Regions from separate parts of the Mus musculus genome. Here regions 1, 3, 4 and 5 are each linked to region 2. The links are chromatin contacts, called in public ChIA-PET, HiChIP or PLAC-seq and promoter capture Hi-C maps. All regions are on one chromosome and are shown on one strand. Each heading gives the region's core, a stretch centred on a gene start, on an enhancer-like site or on the middle of the called end of the contact. The rest is flanking DNA. Distances are from core to core; before and after follow the strand shown. Region 1 overlaps Sufu (SUFU negative regulator of hedgehog signaling). Region 2 holds the start of Gbf1 (golgi-specific brefeldin A-resistance factor 1). Region 3 holds the start of Oga (O-GlcNAcase). Region 4 holds the start of Sfxn2 (sideroflexin 2). Region 5 has its middle 27 kb from the start of Trim8.

Evidence for each region. Promoter capture Hi-C pulls out the DNA fragments that hold promoters and counts their contacts. ChIA-PET counts read pairs in DNA pulled down with a chosen protein or histone mark. HiChIP or PLAC-seq counts read pairs in DNA pulled down with a chosen protein or histone mark.
Region 1: a promoter capture Hi-C map of the HPC-7 cell line shows a contact between it and region 2, with 2.8 times the contacts expected there. The contact joins the enhancer-like site here to the promoter of Gbf1 in region 2. A contact is called at or near these places in 15 of 39 promoter capture datasets (3T3-L1-derived adipocytes, the C10 cell line, the HPC-7 cell line and 7 more), 7 of 484 Hi-C or Micro-C datasets (the CH12 cell line, the G1E-ER4 cell line, double positive thymocytes and 4 more), 6 of 115 datasets of contacts at active chromatin or transcription factors (the 230-238 cell line, the HPC-7 cell line, the SCID.adh cell line and 3 more) and 1 of 9 other capture datasets (liver).
Region 3: an RNA polymerase II ChIA-PET map of memory CD8 T cells shows a contact between it and region 2, with 40 read pairs. The contact joins the promoter of Oga here to the promoter of Gbf1 in region 2. A contact is called at or near these places in 5 of 39 promoter capture datasets (the 3T3-L1 cell line, embryonic stem cells, hematopoietic stem and progenitor cells and 1 more), 1 of 484 Hi-C or Micro-C datasets (embryonic stem cells), 3 of 115 datasets of contacts at active chromatin or transcription factors (memory CD8 T cells, pancreatic cancer cells and thymic regulatory T cells) and 3 of 9 other capture datasets (adipose tissue, liver and pancreatic islet).
Region 4: a contact with region 2 is called in an HNF4G HiChIP or PLAC-seq map of pancreatic cancer cells. The contact joins the promoter of Sfxn2 here to the promoter of Gbf1 in region 2. A contact is called at or near these places in 1 of 39 promoter capture datasets (maxillary cranial neural crest), 2 of 484 Hi-C or Micro-C datasets (CD4 T cells and regulatory T cells), 1 of 115 datasets of contacts at active chromatin or transcription factors (pancreatic cancer cells) and 2 of 9 other capture datasets (adipose tissue and liver).
Region 5: a FOXA1 HiChIP or PLAC-seq map of pancreatic cancer cells shows a contact between it and region 2. The contact joins the enhancer-like site here to the promoter of Gbf1 in region 2. A contact is called at or near these places in 1 of 39 promoter capture datasets (stem cell-derived epiblast-like cells), 1 of 484 Hi-C or Micro-C datasets (embryonic fibroblasts) and 4 of 115 datasets of contacts at active chromatin or transcription factors (the SCID.adh cell line, bone marrow-derived macrophages, microglia and 1 more).

The regions. Positions count from the first base shown.
Region 1 is chr19:46,446,742-46,449,441 of GRCm38.p6, forward strand. All of the region lies in intron 3 of Sufu (SUFU negative regulator of hedgehog signaling), which reads left to right. Among named protein-coding and RNA genes, the nearest start is that of Sufu, 51 kb to the left of the region's middle. Within about 2 kb of position 1,275, at least 68 of the 459 cell types and tissues checked have an H3K27ac peak or open chromatin away from gene starts, as enhancers often do. A contact at or near this core is called in the G1E-ER4 cell line and the HPC-7 cell line, where this site is marked.
Region 2 is chr19:46,151,128-46,153,827 of GRCm38.p6, forward strand. It overlaps Gbf1 (golgi-specific brefeldin A-resistance factor 1), which reads left to right and starts at 1,431. Exons shown (of 40, transcript NM_178930.3): 1 at 1,431-1,665.
Region 3 is chr19:45,782,205-45,784,904 of GRCm38.p6, forward strand. Oga (O-GlcNAcase) reads right to left here and starts at 1,349. Exons shown (of 16, transcript NM_023799.4): 1 at 728-1,349. The coding sequence starts at 926.
Region 4 is chr19:46,571,945-46,574,644 of GRCm38.p6, forward strand. It overlaps Sfxn2 (sideroflexin 2), which reads left to right and starts at 1,421. Exons shown (of 12, transcript NM_053196.3): 1 at 1,421-1,515. It overlaps Arl3 (ADP-ribosylation factor-like 3), which reads right to left and starts at 1,238. Exons shown (of 6, transcript NM_019718.3): 1 at 1,096-1,238. The coding sequence starts at 1,098.
Region 5 is chr19:46,527,713-46,530,412 of GRCm38.p6, forward strand. No RefSeq gene overlaps it. Among named protein-coding and RNA genes, the nearest start is that of Trim8, 27 kb to the left of the region's middle. Within about 2 kb of position 1,384, at least 207 of the 459 cell types and tissues checked have an H3K27ac peak or open chromatin away from gene starts, as enhancers often do. A contact at or near this core is called in the SCID.adh cell line, bone marrow-derived macrophages, embryonic fibroblasts and 1 more, where this site is marked.

The DNA.
Region 1 (2,700 bases), core at 25-2,524, 300 kb after region 2:
GAGGACCTGCTATACTGTTTCCATAGCAGCTGTACCATTTGACATCGCCACCAGCAGGGTACAAGGGCTCTAATTTCTCCACATCAGGCACCAATACTTGTCATTTCTGGATTTGTTTTTGTTATTGTTTACAATTACCATTCTAATAGATGTAAAGTGGGCGTGATTTGATTTGCATTTCTTTTTCTTTCCTGATGGCGATGGCTACAGCACAAAATGGCTTTAATTTTGATGAAGCTCAATCTGTCTGTCCACTGTTGTTTGTGCCTTTGGTGTTACATCCAGGGAACCAGCGCCTAATCTGACACATCTTTGTTTTCTTCTAAGTGTTTTGCAGTTTTAACTATCACAGTTAGGTCTATGATCTATTTTGAGTCAATTTTTGTTTATGGTATAAGGAAGAGTTCCAATTCGAGTCCTTTGAATTTGGATAGCCCGTTGTTCCAGCACCATTTGCTGGAAAGACTCCCCCCTCCCCTCCTCTTGAGTGTCTTGGCTCCATTGTCAAGATGAATGGCCATCAGTGTGCAGCTTTATTTCAGTGCTCCCAACTGTGCTTTCTGATCCAGTGCCTCGCCTGTGCCAGACTCTACTCACTTTGATACTGTAGCTTTATAGCTTGAAACCAGGCTGGCAAAAATGGGCTCTCTGTGGAGCACTAGCCTCGTGCATGTTGAGGCCCTGAGTCTGATTCTCAATAGTGCACTGGACTGACAGGCAGCGGCCTGGGGAGGCCGAGCCCGTCACCTCTGTTTTCTGTCTCTTGTCTTGTTTCTGTGTTTATCTTCAGTTCCAGGAGATGAGCTTAGAACCTTGTTCATATTTAGAAAACATTTGTCTTGCTCTTGATGGAAGAAGGAAATGAGTCTTTGGTTTACCGTTGAGCATAATATCTATCAGCTGCAGGTTTTTAGAGTCCTCTCCCAGAATGAGAAGCGCCCATCTAGGCCAAGTTTCAGTGGTTTGTTTTGGTTTGGTTTTGTCTGCGTTGAATTTTGTGACATGTTTTTCCAAGTCTCAGAGACACTAGTGTTGTGTTGTTTTGTTCTGTTCTGTCTTTTCATCTTTATTCCTACAGATAGGATCTCATGTAAGCCAAGCTTCCTGTAAACTATGTGACCCTGATTCTCTCTTTTCTTTCAATTTTTATTATTGCATATGTAATATGATACCTGCGTGTGCGTGCGTTTGGGGGAGGCATGCTGATTATAGACATGGCAGGAAAAGGAGAGAGGTGGGGCTCAGGATTATTGCAAGTGTAATATGATATCTGCATGTGTATGCGTGGGGGGGCATGCTGGTTATAGACATGGCAGTGAAGAGGGGGAGATTCAGGAGTGTGTAAGCAGGAGTATGTAAGCAGGAGTCCAGGAACTTAAGGCTTTCTCAGGAGCTCCGCCCTCTCCTCCCTGTCACTCCTCTGGTCCCCTGGAGGAGCATTCTCCCTCCCCTCCTGAATGAACACTGTGGAAGTGTTGGCAACTCCCCGAGCCTGCATCTGCCTGGGAAAGATGGTTGGGTAATGTTAGGTGACACAGGAAGGAATTAGAGTTCAGAGCAAGACAAGACAGTCAAGGCAAGTGAGGGCAGAAACTTCTGGGCTTGGGCTGCTGTGTGCACGCGTGCCTGGCATGTGTGACGTGTTCTGCCTTGACATAGGCCACAGACCTTCAGCAAAGGAGGCTCTGTGCAAGCAGGTGTGAATGAGCTCTAAGATGTGGAACTGGGTGAAATGTGAGCATTCGGGTCCTTGCATGTGTTCAAGGAAAAGAAACGGAGGGGAGCTGGGGATGGAGCTCGCTCAGCTAGCTTGCCCAGTGCCCTGCGCTGTGTCTCCAGCATCACAGGAAACTGGGCGTGGTCGGGGCTAGAGAAATAGCTCAGTGGTTAAAAGCACTGTCTGCTCGTCCAGAGGACCCAGATTGGATTCCCAGCACCCACATCGCAGCTCACAAATGTCTAAAAGTTCATATCCAGAGGACCTGGTACCTCTTCTGATATCCTCAGGACCCAAACACCTAAGTAGAACACAAACAAACATGCAGTCAAAACAGTCATACACATTTTAAAAAGGAATCCACAACTGGGTATGGTGACACATGTCTGTAGCCTCAACACTTGGAGATGAAAGTAGGAGGTTCAGAGTTTGAGGTCATCCTCGGCTGCATAGGGAATTGGGGGCCAGCCTGGGCACCTGTGGTTGCATGTGAACTGGTTAAAGCCACGCGTGCTGAGTGTTCATGACAAGAGACAGGTTTGGGGGTGACTTATACCACATGGGAATGTTCCCTAAGGGTTTGCTGCCATAGACATGTTCTGTTTGGGTTTTTGTTGTTGGCAGGTAGCCCAGGCTAGCCTCAACTCAGTTGTCCTCTTGCCTTCCCTCTTGATGCTGGGATTACACGCATGTGCTCCTCCTACTTCTGGTACTTTATTTTTAAGTAACGGGCCTTTGTGTTACTGTGCTGTCACAGAGGCACCCCCCCCCCCACTCCCCACCCCTGAGGCTGTACAGTCTGCTGAGGTGGGCAAGGAACTATCCTGACCTCCATTTACCTGAAGTCTCCAGAGATCCTCAGAAATCCTCAGTCTGCCTGTGGGAGACTGGCAGCGGATCTCCAGGGCTGGGGTTGCATGTTTCCTTTCTGTGCTGATTCACCAGCAGAGAAATCCTGGGTTGTTTTTCCAAGAAGGCTTCCC
Region 2 (2,700 bases), core at 181-2,680:
CACACACACACACACGAGAGCGCGCGTGTCTCTGTGTGAGTATGTGCCCAAAGTGTTGGATCCCTCTGGAGCTGGAGTTACAGTAGATAGTGCTATGTACATCCTGGGAACTGAACTCAGGTCTTCTGGAAGAGCAGCAAGCACACTTAACTGCTAAGCTTCCTTTCCAGTCTCACCTGTCCGCATTTCGAAGGAAAATGGGAAATCATCATCATCATCATCATCATCTTCTTCTTCTTCTTCTTCTTCTTCTTCTTCTTCTTCTTCTTCTTCTTCTTCTTCTTCTTCTTCTTCTTCTTCTTCTTCTTCCTCTTCTTCCTCTTCTTCCTCTTCTTCTTCTTCTTCTTCTTCTTCTTCTTCTTCTTCTTCTTCTTCTTCTTCTTCTTCTTCTTCTTCTTCTTCTTCTTCTTTTTGTTAACGATGTGGACTAATGGTGTGAGATTAGGCCCTCAGACTTGATCCTCATACACCTCCACCAATCGTTCATTAAGATTTGTCCAAGGCTTAATAGGAAGGGCTGAACTGAGAGTCATATAGCCCTATGGAGTAAGGTATACCAAGTATTGAGGGAGGCTGGAGAGATGGTTTAGTGGCTAAGAGCATTATCTTAAAATAGACAAATTCTTTCTTTTTAAAAAGAAGTATTAAGTACCCCCATGCCCCTTACTCTCCGCACCGAATTGGCTGGGGTAGGTGTATGTTTTTCTCTGCTATGCATGGATCCAGCTTTCCTCGGTAGAACTCTTTCCACGTCTGGAAAATGAGGATACTCTAATTAGGTATCCAAGATTTCTGCTACCATTTTCTCTATTTCTGGATGGTAGGAATGGAGTAGAAAATGCAAAAATCAGAGTTAGGATGAGACAGGCACATATACCCAAGTGGGGCACAGAAGACAGGAGGGCGTAGGCAAGATTGCACGGGCCGGATTTAGGAACGCGTTTCAACCCCAGACCTGCCTGGAAAGAGAGCGATCCCTAAAGTAGTAAAGCCCAGGTGACTTTGGTAGGATGAAGTTGGGGGAGTAGGGTCGCCCGCTCAAGCTCTCAAAACGGACCCCGCCCCCTTTCCAGCAAATCATAGCCTTCCTGCCCAGGATGCCCAGCAGCCACTGCTAAACAGCGCACTGCAACCGAACCCTATCTGACCCCACCTCTTCAACCGCCCAGCACAATTTTTCATTGTTTATTGGCTTCTGTAACTGTCAGTCAGAGAATCCTCGTATCCGTTGGCTGTCCCCTACCTACTCTTCTTTCCCTTGTAATCTGGTCTCTTTGGGCATTGCACGCCTCCCAGAGCTAATTTCTTTCTTCGATTGGATAGTCGGAATGCCACTTTTCAGAGTGCCACGCTCTGATTGGCTGAGCGCGGCAGGACTCTCGCAGTTACCAGGCAGCGGGCTAGACTGAGGCTAGTTACCACGTCAGTGAGCTGACAGGGAAGGTAGCCGGCACCACCGAGCGTCCCGGCCCACTTACTCCAGCCTGCAGTGAGGTCTCACCCTGAAGTTAGGGTTGCCTTCCAGAAGACAGGATCCTTCCCTTCTCTCACTCGCCGCCGGCGCCGGGAGAGCGGCCGGGAGACGCCTCCGGGGCCAGGCTGGACATGAGCTGCGGCTGCCGCCGGTTCTGGGACTAGGCCCCGCCATTTTGGATCCGCTGACAGGTCAGCGAAGTCTCTTCTTAGAGTTCCAGCGTCGTGAGGGCCTCCTGACGTTGCCATCAAGAATAAGGAGGAAGGGTCCTTCGGTTGGGCGAAGCGGCCTGGGCGATGGGCTTAGTGGGAAGAAGTAAACCCAGAGGACTGATGTGAGAGGGAGTTGGGAGGTGTGCAGGGGCCAAAGGTCAGACCCTTGTCCCCGAGGGGTGTTTCAGCTCCACCTGTGACTCGGTGGATGCTAGAATCTGTTTTTGTTTTTGTTTGTTTGTTTGTTTGTTTTCCCTAGGCATAATCTGGCCTGCAGCTCTTCTTTTTCAGACCCTTCTGCACCCTAAAGTCCTCAACATCTGAAAGCAAAATTAAGGATGGTTTCAGGGTTTAGAGAGTGAATCTTTTCAGATTCTGTACATCTGTCACTTCGGGGTGACTGCGTCCTAGCACAACTGAAGCGCCCCATTAATCCTGAAAGATGAGCCAGCTCAGTTTGGATTAGGTAGTCAGAAGGCATAGAAGACTGGAGGCAGCCGCCTGAGAACCTGGCCTGTAAGATCTTGCTTTTACAGGATAGCTCAGCTGTCACCAGGGGTCTGCATGTAAACACCTTTCTTTCTTTTTGAGTCAGGTTCTTTCTGTGTAGCTCTGGTTTTTCTGGAATTCACTATGTAGACCAGGCTGGCCTTGGATTTACAAAGATCCACCTCCTTCTGCCTTAAACTCTTTAGGTGTGTGTTATGGGTAGGCATTTACCCACTGTAACTCCCTTCTTTTTAAGGATATGAGGTTTGATCCCAAGGCAGCCACTCTTTTGTGACACATTTGATTGAGAGTTAAGAGGGGTTTGAATACTGATAAGGCTTGGTCCTGGTGGTCTATTTATTTTTAGTAGGTGAAAAATCATGAAAAGGGCTGGAGGGAGACGTAGCTGGTTGAGTGTTTGCCTTGCATGTATGGAGTCCTTGAGTTCAGTCCCTAGCACTTCATAAACTGGGCATGTTGGTCCACATCTGTAATTATTCCCTACTTGGGAGATGGAAACACGAG
Region 3 (2,700 bases), core at 99-2,598, 370 kb before region 2:
ATCAAAACGCCCTCGTCCTTTTCAACTGTAAATGAGAAGACAGAAATTAAGACTTTCACTGAATTCTAACTCCACATAACAGATGCTCTGAGATATGATATACTGGTATTTACACACACTCCCAAGTCAAAAAAACAGCAATTGTTAAAGGATGATACTTTTCTGGGCTACAAGTGAGTCTTAAGAGGTGAAGGAGGCTTACAGGCTAACAAAAATAAATAAATAAAAATAAAAACAAAACAATTTCCTAAGCCTGAAGGAATCTGTAATATAATAAGCTGACTGCGCTCCTTCACGGGTAAAAACGTGCCTGTGAGGGCTGATTTTTTTTCCCCTTACAAGGATAGGGGCGGGGGATGGGAGCGCTGCACAAATTTCAACTGAAAGCAGGCATCTCTGCGGACTAAGATCCCAAGGTACAAAGAAGTGAAGCCCACAGCCGGACCACAGGCTCCTTCCTTGCCACCGCCTCCTCCTCCGACAAATCTGTGTGGCTCTAAGCCAGAGGAGGGTGGGGTCAGGCTCCTCCATAGCCCGGAGTCGCCGAAGCCGTGACATAGCGGAGGGTAAAGAAGTGTGCCCACCGTCTGTCTCCTCCCCGTAACCCCGTGTGAGCAATGACGGACGCCTCCCGTCCTGGGGGCGGGGAACTGCGGGAAAAGTCACCAGCACGCCCCTCCCGGGGACGGAGGCTGAACACCTACGCGGGACTGGAAGGCCAACTCACCTTCCACGACACCGCACAGGAACCTGCGGGCCCCTCCGGCCGCCCCGACCACGGCCGCAGCCCCGGCTCCCGATGGGTTATCTTCTCCGGGGGCGGGAGCTACCGACTGCTCCAACGAAGCCCCCGAGGCGGCGGCAGGGTTGGCGTTGCGCTCGCTCTCCCGCTCCTCCAGCGCCGCCTGGCTCTCCTTCTGCACCATCCTCCTGCCGCCGGCCACCGCTCCCCTTCGGCCTCGGTCCGTTGGGCCAAAGGCCCGGAGCCCTGCAAAGGGGCCGCGGCTCCGAACGCGCGCCTCCGGGGCTCCTTCCCCTCCCCCTCCGCCCTTCCCCCTTCCTCTCGGCGGGGGCCCGGAGTGCCCGGATGAGAAGGGCGGCGGCACCGGCTCGAGCCCTTTGTCAGCCGCTGCCTCGCCCCGCGCTGGGAGCCGGGAGCCTAAGCGGAGGGCGAGGCAGCCGCCGCGTCTCCACGGAAGGAGGACCGAGGAGGCGCCTTCGCTCGTCCTCCACGCCCGCCGCCCTCCGGACAGCCCGGCGTCTCCGGCTCTCTTCCCCCACCGGAGTCCCTAAGCAGCTCCTGCCGCTGCCTCTGCCGCCCGCTTCCTGTTTATCCGCACTGCGCCTGCGCTACAGACCGGCTCAGACCGGTCCCCAGCCCGGCTCCCCCGCCTTTCCTTGGGATAAGCCCATTGCGCTTTATTTGCTAGGGGAGAAAAAGGACAAAGGGCGCCGTGAACACCGCGGAGGTGTGCGGCGGTGGGACGTACCATTTTGGCTCGCCACCCTCCGGGATGAGCGCCACACTCTGGGTCGGACCATTACCCCACCCGGAGGAGGGGAACATGGGAGAATGCGGCCGGCCGGGGAGTTTGGGAGGAAGGGGGGGGGGGGGGGCGGAAAGGAGGTGTTTACCCTCTCAATGCGCAGGCGCCGGGACGATACTTCTAGTTCTTAAAGTGGTAGGAGACACTGACCTACTTTGGAGATTGTTGTACCAGTTTGGCTCATCGGGGCTGCCTGACCCACGTCTGCTTCTGTGAAGACACCATGCCAAGGAGCTCAGCTCACGCCTCTGTCCTGACTCATTGTTTCTTCTATCCTGTCTTCGGAGTTAACCGTGTTTTAAATTGAGCAGTCAACTGTTTTATTGAGTTTGCCTCATCCTGGGCTGTTGGGACCATTATGACCTCATAATATGGTTAAAACCTGCTGTTACGTCTCTGCCTGATTGAGCCCTACGTTTGTTTTGGGAGAGGCTGTGGTATGAAATTCACCAGACTACGTATGGAGAAGAAAGACTGCATTCCAAGCACAGGGAAAACAAACGTCTAATAAAAGTAGAAGAGAGTGGAAGGCGAGTTTGTTATGGCGATGGAGAGTGTGCGGTGTGCGTAAGGGACATGACCCTTTTAGCCTTAGCATCAGCATTTCCAAGGAAACCCTGCCTCTAAGGGCTTGCCTCCTGTACTCTAAGGGCTTGCCTCAGAGTACACTTGACATTTTGGTTCCTTAAGGGATCTGCCAGCCAGGCGATGGTGGCGCACCTTTAATCCCAGCGCTTGGGAGGCAGAGGCAGGCGGATTTCTGAGTTCCAGGCCAGCCTGGTCTACAAAGTGAGTTCCAGGATAGCCAGGGCTATACAGAGAAACCCTGTCTCAAAAAGACTAAAAAAAAAAAAAAAAAAAAAAAATCTGCCCTGTTTGGGAACAAACCTCTCATGTTCAATGTTAAGAAAGTAGTCAAACTATTGCATATGCCAGAAAGATTTTGCTGAAGGAACCCTGTTATAGCTGTCTCTTGTATGAGGCTATGCCAGTGCCTGGCAAATACAGAAGTGGATGCTTACAGTCTATAAAATGGAACACAGGGCCCCCAATGGAGAAGCTAGAGAAAGCACCCAAGGAGCTGAAGGGGTCTGCAACCCTATAGGTGGAACAACAATATGAACTAACCAGTACCCCCAGAGCGCGTGTCTCT
Region 4 (2,700 bases), core at 171-2,670, 420 kb after region 2:
CAGAATCAACAAGGGCAGAGAGATGTTCAGCAACGCTCAGTGTTCATTTGCCAGCATCCACGCGATGGTTCCCAGACATCCGTAACTCCAGTTCCAGGCAACCAAAGCTCTCTTCTGGCCTCTGCAGGCACCAGGCACACACGTGGAGCACAAACATACATTCAGGCTAAACACCCATACATATACATTAAATAAAATAACGATTTTAAAAAATCAACAAGGAACCGAGTGTTTCTGGTCAAAAATCTGTCACACATCATACACTTTGGAAAAGCCTTAATTAAGGTTAACGGAGACAAGGCTTGCTTCAAATTGATGCTCACTTTCTATTGTTCATTCTTTTTAGTTTGAGGTGAAGACCTTTGGTCCTCCTGTGGCCTCAGGCAAAAGGACACTGCAAATTTGAAGGAAAAGCTAGGACACGGGAGGTTAATTTGCTTCTATCTACATGGAATAAATACGGAGCAAAAAATCGCTCATCAACAACCATTATTTCTTCGCAGAACTTTCAGCGATTAAGTTGGGACTGCAGGAGCGCACCCACCACAGAGACATCCATTCCCAGCGGTACCTCTTATTGTCCTGGGACTTACTCCCTACACACCTCTCACTCAGAGACGCGAGCATCTAGGAAAGCCAGGTTACAGCTCCCTGGTGCTGCCAGGGTGATCTCAAAGACAGTAGAGCCGCGCCTCTCCCACTTTTGGCTGGTTCTCAGATGAACCCCACAGTCCCGAGGCGCCGAGAGGTCGACTCTGCAGTAAGATCTGAGAGCTTGGTCTGATCTCCGCAGCTCTAGAGTCGCCTTCATCCCAGTCCCTAGAAAGATGATGGTGCCCAGGCTTCCCCGCTAGCCAAGCACTCCATGCCTCGAATCTATCGCAAACCCCTCTTTTCTCTCCAGGCCTAGGCCTCCCTCCAGGCCCACTTTAGGGGCTCCTCCTTCGCCCCTGAAACCGATCTAGAACCCCAAAGATCAAGGCGAGCCCCATCCCACGTCCTCCTCGGCTTTACGCGCAGCGCCCCGCCCTGGGACTGGTGAAAGGAGGGGGGGTGACTGGTCAGCTCTGGAGGGGCCAGGGCCCCCACACTCACCATCCTCAAGCCGAGTCCCTCCTCCTCCTCCTCCGCCTCCTCCTCCTGCCTCCCCCGTTACCAGGGGTAACTGCTGCGGCGCCGCCCCTGACGTCCCTCGCACGCACAGCGGAGGAACGGAGCAGCGGGATGGGGCGGGGTTCTGCTCCTCTCTACCCAAAGTGCGCAAGCGCGCCAAAGCGCCCGCCCATTGCGCAGGCGGTCTCGGGAGGGGCGGGAGGGCGGGGCGGGCTGGTGAGCGACCCAGCGGGAGGTGCAAAGCCGCCCACGTGGCTGGCCGGAGCCTGTGGCCTCTGATTGGTCGGAAGTGGGGGCGTAGGGCGAGGGGGTGGTTCCCGGGCCTAGCCGCGACACTTCAGTTCTGCTTTCCTGGTCAGCTTCGCCTGGTGGCAGTCGCGGGGTGCATCCCTCTGGGACCAGGTAAGAGTTCGCAAGTGCAGCCAAATGCACAGCTACTCCTAATCCCCGCGCCTCCGAAGGGAGCGTGGTTCTGCTCTGTTGCGGCTGCCAGGCGCTGCGTGCTGGACTTGCATCTGCAGAAGCCGCGTGGCCGGAGGGACCCACCAGGGCTCCAATGGATTCTTCCCTTCTGACCCCGGTTGTCTTCGGGTGCCAGGCTTTAGGGCTCAGGAGTTGCGGCTACGTCTCTATCTCCACATTCTTGTTAGAATCCAGGATAGGTGATTTGTACTGTGTTGGGGGAGGTCGCCTGAGAGAGGGCGAGAGATAGGGAGGTTGGGGACCGGTCCCTAGCATTGAGGTTAGCTGGCAGCGGGAGTGTTAGATTGTTTGGGATCTGCTGGATTTTGCTAAACCGGGTTAGACTGCAAGCGCTACCTCCCGCTCCTCTCACGCCCAGGGCCGACCACAGGACCTTTGTGGCATGTTGGTTCCCGACAACCTGCCTTCGTGGAAATTGCATTCTTCCTAGTGGAATGTTTTTTTTTATATGAGGTTTAATTTCCTTACAACCCTAGAAATCGGTTATTGTAGATGATAAGAGTCCGGACTTGAACTAACTTGTAAACTATTTTTTTTTTTTACTTGTAAACTATTTTATAGTGTTGCTTGTAAACACTGTGGCCCAGGTAGGAGTGCTGTTTGCCCCCGGGGACTGAACTCAGAATGCAGGGGTTTGTACAGGGTAGGCAAGCACTCTGCCACCGACCTACATACACTACACCCCACACCTCAGAGCTGTTTATACCTGTTAATAAGCAGAGAACTCTTCCAACAGCTCATAGTTTAGGTAGAAGTGGTATCTCTGGAAGTCTGTTGATGTGTGTTTACCTGTTATCTATCTTACAGGTCCATGTATGTCACGTACATAGAGAGCAATTCCTGTCGCAAAGAAAGGGTGACATATTATTATTATTATCAATAGTTTAATCTGGGGTTCAGGCGTTACCTCTTTCACCAACCTAGTTGCCATTACTTAAACAAAGGCAGATTTTTCCAGTATGGGTTTTCAGGTTTGTTGTCGTTGTTGTTTTGAGAGTCTTACTATGGAACTCTGGCTGGCCTGGAACAAAACTATGTAGACCATACTGGCCCTAAATTTGCACAGGACTGCCTCCTTCCTGGGTACTTCTGGGCACTGGGTAC
Region 5 (2,700 bases), core at 134-2,633, 380 kb after region 2:
AACTGTGCTTTTGTGATGAGAGGACCTGAGGCCCTGGGGACTGGGAGTCCGGGAAGAGCAGGCAGTGCTAGCCTAGGGGACAACTGGTGCAGAGGGCTGTGGGAGGCAGCTGCTGAACAGGCAGGAGGTGAGGGCTGGGACTGAAGTGGGCTGTGGTACTGTTTCTTTGTTTTTTGTTTTTTTTTTTTTTTTTTTTTTTTCCTTTAGAGACAGCAGGGGACCTAGGTTTCTGGCTCCACCAATCCTTACAGGAGCTGTGATGCTGGCAAATTCCTTAGCTGAGGCAAAGGCCTCTCTGTTTCTTCCACTGCAAAGTGGGCTTAGTGCTGCCTAGTTACGCAGGAGGTGCATGGGGCTAGGGGTAAGGTGAGGCGGGTGGCTGCTGCTGCTGCAGCAATGGCGGTGGTGGTGGTTTTCATATCACCTGGTGGTGGTGTTTTTTTTCTGAAAACAGCCCTCCCTTGAGGAAACCTAACCTCCAAAAGGGCAAAGCTGCTTAGGCCCTCTTGGAGTTCCAGCAGAGATCACAATCCACTCCAAGACCGCCTTCGTTGCAGCTACATTTTATTTGTTGCGTTTTTTTGACAGACGTCTAAATTATACATTGAGCTTTCCACGTGACCAAACACCGCGTCCCTTCCTTTGATTATCATTTTCAAAAGGGACTAAAAAAAAAAAAAAAAAAGAACCTTCCGATGGATCACACCGAACCCCGAAACCACATGGAGAGCAGAGCTAAAAATAAAGGAAGAAGCATCCCGAAAAGGAGAGGGAGGGGGGAATCAAAGCGCACTGTGGAAGGGAATGGAGACACTGGGCCTGGTGAGGGTGACATGGTGTCACTCTCTCCAGGCCCAGGCCGGATAAGGAGCGGCCAACAGTGAGGGTGGGGCACGGACTGGCATAAAAATAGCCACCACTTTAGTCCGGAGGGGAATAAAGAAATCGTCAGAGACAGGGGACAGAGGGAGGGAGGGAAGTGTGGGGGAGGGCTTCGGTAAGACTGTCCTTCTGCAGCATCTCAGGCTGTGGACTTTTCTACCGGGCAGAGCGAACCACCGGCATAATCGCTGACTTTCAGCTGTGCACCGACATGTTCCCCAGCTCAGCCCCACATCAATGACACCCTTGTTTCCATAGTAACCAAGGGAGAGCGAAGGGGAAAGGGTGTATTGCACTGGGCGAAGGGAATCCAGCCAAAAGGAGCCACACAGGGAGGGTGAGAGCAGGGCTCGGTTTTTCCCACAACTGCTTGGAGTATACACTGTGGACTTTGCCTGCCCTCTGGCCTCGGCCCTCGCCCCCTGAACATTCAGAAGCAATGGTGCGCAGAGCAAAAGTCTTACCAGGGCTCACTGGGATGGGGGGGGAGGCACAGGGGCGGAGCATGCCCTTTCTAGCTTCAGACTCTGTTCTCTGGCCATGGCCACAGGGGGCAGGGGTGGCACGGCAGAAGGAAACGGGACTTTACAAGCATTCTGGTTTTACAAATGGGAGCTTTCAAACTGCAGTTTTCAGGCTCCATTCATTTATCCCCGGAGCCCCCGGAGGGTTCAACAGGGCTCACAGGGAAGATAAAAGCCTGTGACAACCACAGTTGTCTCTGGTGTCTCTAGCTGGGAAGCAAATGCGGACATTTACAGAGACAGCGATCAGAGCAGGGCAAGTCGCTCTGCCTATGAGCTGGAGCCGGGGGGTGGGGGTATGGGTGGGGGTCGGGGCTGTTTAGAACAGTTCCTTTAGTTGGTGGTAAGAGACCAAAAATGCATTACAACTCAAGCTCTTCCAAAGTCAGAGAGAGTCCCCTGGTGCAGCATTCCAAAACTGGACTTCAAAGCAGGCTTCCAGCCCCCCAGACAACATCCTGAAGCATATTTGTAAGGAAAAGCAAGTCTCAAGGGCCAAAGCTACATCTGGTGGCCTGAGATGGGGCATTTCCGATGCTTTATAGCTGTTTGCCACCCTTCAAAGCTAGAGGGATTCGGGTGAGTTAGAGAAGTCGATGGGAGAGGCGGCGGGCTAACTAGCTGAGGTTTAAAAACCTCACCTTCTTTTGTCTTGCAAGTCTTTACAGGCCCGTGCCTGTGCACTGCTACCCCACACCTCTCCCCAGCCTTTGTTGATAGCTTTCCTCCTGGCCACCTTTCAAACTGTCCAAGTTTCTCCCTCTCCAGAGTCCAGAATAAGCTGGGTACCATGGAGCAGGGACTTCTGTGGCACTTCCTGTCTTTGCCACCACACCGTGGTGGGCTTGGAAAGGGCCACCTCCCAGGATGAGAAGGCAGCTGGCCTCCCTGGCCCTACCAGGCATTGGATAGCCTCTTATTTATCCTCTGAAAAGCCCTGAGCTCTTGCCCAGAACAGTTGAATTCAGGAGCAGGCTATGCCCTGGTCTGCTTTCAGGGTTTGAGGCTGGGATTTCTGAGGGCTCAGGCAAACTCCTTTGGCAGTGGGGGAACGAATGGGAGGGGGGTACCATCCCTTCTGATCAGACCACAACAGGGTTGCTGGAAAGGGGTAGAAGAGCGCAGCATGGGACGAGTGGCTTTGGGGGGGGGGGAGGGGCCCAGCCCATGCTCTCAGCCTGCAGCAGATCCTTCCCACACCGTCTAGTTGCCAGCTCTGTAAGAATTGATCTCTTCTCAGAATCGATCTGCCTGGCTTTTCTCAGTGGAGCAGGTTCATGGCACAGCTGCATTT